Regions from separate parts of the Danio rerio genome. Here region 2 is linked to region 1. The links are chromatin contacts, called in public Hi-C maps. All regions are on one chromosome and are shown on one strand. The core of a region is the stretch at or near the end of the contact, and the rest is flanking DNA. Distances in the headings are between cores, read along the strand shown.

Region 1 (2,700 bases), core at 41-2,540:
AAGTATACATTCACAACTACACACAAGGCACGCACTGTGGGTCACGCTGATCACTCGACGCAGAAGTAGAGACCAGCCTATACACTACAGGAGCAATCCAAATATTCTGAAATTAATCAAACGATCAATACTTTTAATACTTTGTTTACCCCTGTTTAGTGTCATTCAACTGCAGTCGAATTGACAAAAAAAAAATTTGATACAAGGTGTAAATGAGCCCATTGTAATTTGAAATTTTACCAAACCAGTTTGAACTGCTGTGTTTTCTTACTAATCTGCTTCTCTAATTTAACCAACCATGTCAAAGTGTCATTGAGTAGCCCACTAATCAATAATCAGTAAGCATGACACAAGTTTTGGTTTGTCATGTGAATGGAAAAGACTTTTAATGTAGTGCAAGACTACACTAAATTCTTACTTTTATGGTGGTTTTAAGCTTGAAAGCTCTGGCCCTCATTCATGTAATTGCACATTATTCCCATTTGCTTTGGTGGATCCATAGAAGCAAGCACGTCCTAAGGCATCAGAGCGTGTATATAATGAATTTTCATTTTAAGGTGAACGGCTGCTTATGTATATAAAATGGCAGTAGTTTAATTAAATTACTAGCAAACTGGCTTTTGCACATTTGATTCTTTACTAGGCTTAGGGGAGAAAAGCTTCAGTTTTTTGTATGTGAGCTGTCTGGGCATTTATAAAAAGAGGGATTTTGTGTTTTTAAGCAGCCCGTGGCCTCTCGTTCACTCCTCTGAGGCACGCAGACGGCTCTCGCTCCACGCCCAAGCAGCATTATTCAGAAAACTTCTGTGATTGGAGAGTCAGCGTAGTTGCTAAGCAAAGCTGCTCTTCCTTTGCTAAATAAGAACTTGATGCTTCCTGGCTGGTGGGCTGAGGGGAGCGTGCCAGCTCTCTCATGCTCGCTCACTCACCGCTCACTCTGCCTGTCTTTCTCTCGCTCACACGCACACATGCACTTTCTCTCTTTAACACATACACAAACAAGTCTCTGCAACACTCGTATTCAGGCCTTCTTGTGGCGATTGTGTTACCGTGGCTCAAGCCTAGCCTTGCAAAAAAGGGAGAAGAAATGATGATGTCAGGATGACCTGATCCATAACCTCCATTTCCCTATGCCTCTCGGCTTCGGATGAGTGCAAGTCTGTCTCTCCCTCTCTCTGCTCTCTGGGTGGTGCAAGGATGGAGGTTTTCCTGCGTTTGCCCTCCTTGTGTTTAAGGGTTTGGGTTATGAGGCACGTTCAGATTTTTCCAGAAAGGCTGATTCACTCCTCCAGCCCTCAGACAGCTGGCAAGACCTCCATTTTCCACTCGCTGCGATGGTCCACCACAACATGGTGTTTCAGAAATGCTTCTGGAACGCTCTCCAAGATGGCGTTCACAAAAACGGAAAGTTTTGTGGCTGGAGAGGTTGCATAGAGTGCTCTAGCTTTCTAAGGCTAATGCTATCAAGTATCATGTCTAGTCAGTGAAAATCAACTGTTTAAAAATGTTCCCTTTTCCACGCTTCAGCAAGTCGAATGCATAATACATGCAGAGGAACTGCAGTTGCTTAAAGAGGTGGTTCACCCAAAAAGTAATGCTCATTTGCTCACTCCTGTGTGGTCTAAATTTTTCATGTAGTGACAGAAAGTTTTAGGCTTTATAAACTCAATGTTTCCACTGAGCATTACGGTTAAGTTCAGTAAAGTACAGTATGGTTTGGTAAGGTCACTTAGATTTTTCTCTGCACACAGTACCATTTCAGTCGGTGGGGTGTACGCTGTGCTTAATTTATGAATTGTGAGGTCCCGGAACAGATCGGGATAATGGATCTGGCATGTTACCCGTGGATGGAGAGGTGCCACGCACGAAAATGGAGAGAGAGGCGGAGGTTGGTGCGGTGGAAGGCGGAGGGATGTCTCGGACGAAAGTGAAGAGGGTTGGGACTGGGGAGTAGTGGAAGAAAGTAAAAGTAAACAGCAGACCGTTGGGGGGGGGAGCAGTTGAGGAGAGGGATCAGTAAAATATGGTGCTAGATCAGATTTCAGAGGTTCCGGATCCGCCGTGTTCCAGCACAAATTAAGCCCTGGGTGTACGACAAAGTTGCGATTGACGCCATTCTCTATCAGAAGAATATAGATGTGCGGCATGTTCACGCAATTAGAGAGGGAAAGCGGCACCTCTCATTAGCTATGTTTCCATTCACCTATTTTTATGCACATTTTAAATACATTTTATGGATACATTTTGAAAATGCAAATAAACTATAATGCAAACACTTTCACCAAACAATGTTCCAGTATGTGCATTAAAAAGAGTCATGTGATTTTGTTATAAGAAATTGTGATGATAAAAAATGTGTGTGAATAGACAAACCAGGCTGAGCACATTGTAAAACATCTGAAATGTTGTTTAGGTTAATGTAAAGCGCCTCACCCATTTCAGTATTACTGTTATTATTAATTACCTCCAGAATCAAGAGCGTCTATGCTCCATGCCTTTAAACGCCACCATGTGTTCATTGCATGTCGCCATTTGTCTTCTGAGGTGCAAGTAACTTATTCAATAGAGAAAAAGATCACGCAGCTTCTCCTACCACAACAAATTCTGTTTTTACTTTTGATATTTATGCCAGTTAATCAGGAAGTGACGATTTTGTTCACTATCTCACTGGATGAAAAGTTTTACGCATAAATTTAATTC
Region 2 (2,700 bases), core at 92-2,591, 530 kb before region 1:
GTTTAGCACTGCAGAAATTTAAAGTTTTGTTTTTTAAAGTTCCTTTTGAAAATTATGAATTAACAAAATACTGATTTTAAATGCTGGTGCGTTTAATGTCTGTTTAAAAACATTGTTTAAAAGGATTTCCAGCTCTTAATGTTGCACTTTCTCAATTTCAATTTAACATGGTATTATGCTAATTAAATAATTGAATGATGCTTTAGTTCATTTTCCTGAAGCAGTGAAATGATTTAATTTTATTAAGCTGTGCTTGAACGTTCAAGTAAGTCGAGATATTGCAGTATACCTCTCCTTGAGAAATGCTCAAGTTTAAAAAAAAAAAAATGTTGCATCATAAAAATGTTTGCTGCTTGCAATAAGTGTTTTGAAGAAATATTCAATATTATTCTCGATGTGAGTAGCATGCAAACCATTCATGGCCAGATCAGGGAAATAACACCATGTAGAACTTAACTCATACCTGCTGTTAGTGGGGTATAAATTGAGATTTCTTTTTACATTAAATTTAAGATATGTACCAAGGCATCATTTATTTGATCAGACAATACAATAAAACAGTAATAAGTTGAAATATTATTATTTAAAATAGTAACTTTGCTTTTCTAATATATAAAAAATATAAATAGTTTAGAAAACAGTATTTCTAAGCATTCTCTAATGAACTGAGGTTATTAATCATTTAAGCTTCATATTAAGAATAAAATTTTTTATTGAATACGTTGTTGTAAAGAAGACAAATTTCATTCATTTCTGTAAAGAACTTCATCATGACTTGATGCAACTTTTAAAATGTAACATTAAGATGTAATTTAAATGCCAAGTTATTGCAGTTATCTTAAACAATCATGAACAGGCGATTATGTAATTACATGCAGTTCAGTGACACCATTTTGCATAATCTTAGGTGAGCCTGAGCTGCTCACCTGTCTGCTGATTAAAATGTGTTTACAGCATCATTACAGGCCTTGCTCTGTGGTTTGCATCAAAGGTAAAACTGGCACAGGAAGTGTTTAATGCATTTAGCACACTGTCAAGCTAAAGCCAGAGCGATGGTGTTCTCCCGTGATGCAGTTCTTTCAACCTTTTGACTCCGCTGACTAATAGTTTCTGCTGCACTAAATCGTTCTTAACATTCCTCTTAAAGGGAACGATTGTGTCATTACGCTTCAGAAAGTCCTTGAATGAAGCCAAAGAAGTGCTCTGCGAACACGGGGAGCGAGCTTTGGGATGACGTAGGTGACACCATAAGTGATTTCTCCCCTCTGTCCTCCTGAAGTCTCACACTGCCGCATTCAGCTGGCCTCCCTCGCTTAACAAACAAGAGTTCTGTGGAGAATGCCTCATGTTACTCAAATGAGTCATATTTCCTTTGGACTCTGCGCTGCTCCCTCTGCACAGCTTGAATTAAGTCTACGTGGGGGAGGGGTGCTCTCATCCTCGTTTGACTCCGAAGCTTTCGGAGGTTTGGTCAGTGCCGTTGGCCTTGTGTTGGTGTGTCAGTAATGGGACGTGAGCCACACTGATCAATGGGTCTTTAGAATGCCAGATCCCTTGGTGGCTGACACCACTGACATCGGGCTGGGCCGGCTGAGTCATGGGCTCTTAAATAGGCCGGCTGGAATCCTAGCCCTTGGAGTGACCCCGCTGGTGGCTGCAGGAGAGGAACAAGCTGCACCTGGTGTCTAAACTCACTTTTATGATGTTCTGTTTGTGTTTGTTAATAATGCAAGCTTTAGAGGGAGTCTAGCAATGAATGTTGGTCGGCATTGACAATTCAGCATTGGAAATATTGTTTTTTGAAGACTCTTTTTCTGTGAGTGTGCAAAGGTAAAATAAGAAAGTATGACTAGAACTGGGCAGCAGTGATTATGCTGGAGCTTAATATACTTGTTTGTCGCTTTGCTGCTTATTTGCATTAAGTTGGAATCACTAGATCTAATTGAACTTTAAGGTTTTATCTTCACTGCCATTTGTAAGCACAGTGCTTCCCACAGGTTTGAAATATACTTATGGTTTAGGCCAGATTGAGACAGACCATTACCCACTGCACATAAATGGGTAACTGTATGCGACAAACAAAACATCATTTGACTTTTAACACTATTTTTATAATTATCTGTTTTAAACAATTCTAATTCAGTGGGTTCTTTTCAGTGGGTTAAAGTAAAAAAAGACTATATGCTATTCAGGAGCCATGCGCACTTTGATGGGGTAAAATCTGCTTCTCTCCATCTCTCATTCAAGTTCAGGTTGCTTTATTGGCATGACATTTTGTATAGTATTGTCAAAGCATTTTAAATCTATAAAATATGCAATATATATATATATATATATATATATATATATATATATATATATATATATAGGCGAGGCAGTGGCGCAGTAGGTAGTGCTGTCACCTCACAGCAAGAAGGTTACTGGGTCGCTGGTTCGAACCTCGGCTCAGTTGGTGTTTCTGTGTGGAGTCTGCATGTTCTCCCTGCGTTTGCGTGGGTTTCCTCCAGGTGCTCCGGTTTCCTCGGTCCAAAAGACATGCGGTACAGGTGAATTGGGTAGGCTAAATTGCCCGTAGTGTTTGAGTGTGTGAATGTGTGTGTGGCTGTTTTCCAGAGATGGGTTGCAGCTGGAAGGGCATCTGCTGCGTAAAAACTTGCTGGATAAGTTGGCGGTTCATTCCGCTGTGGCGACCCCGGATTA

The links. Hi-C and Micro-C count contacts between places; a contact is called where the count stands out from the background.
Region 2: a contact with region 1 is called in a Hi-C map of an unstated tissue, with 2.6 times the contacts expected there. The contact joins two enhancer-like sites. A contact is called at or near these places in 1 of 18 Hi-C or Micro-C datasets (an unstated tissue) and 1 of 4 datasets of contacts at active chromatin or transcription factors (embryo).

What each region holds. Positions count from the first base shown.
Region 1 is chr11:27,889,766-27,892,465 of GRCz12tu, reverse strand. All of the region lies in intron 1 of skib (v-ski avian sarcoma viral oncogene homolog b), which reads left to right. Among named protein-coding and RNA genes, the nearest start is that of skib, 12 kb to the left of the region's middle. Within about 2 kb of position 1,290, at least 32 of the 62 cell types and tissues checked have an H3K27ac peak or open chromatin away from gene starts, as enhancers often do.
Region 2 is chr11:28,421,987-28,424,686 of GRCz12tu, reverse strand. The region is part of intron 1 of foxj3 (forkhead box J3); the gene reads left to right. Among named protein-coding and RNA genes, the nearest start is that of foxj3, 9.8 kb to the left of the region's middle. Within about 2 kb of position 1,341, at least 42 of the 62 cell types and tissues checked have an H3K27ac peak or open chromatin away from gene starts, as enhancers often do.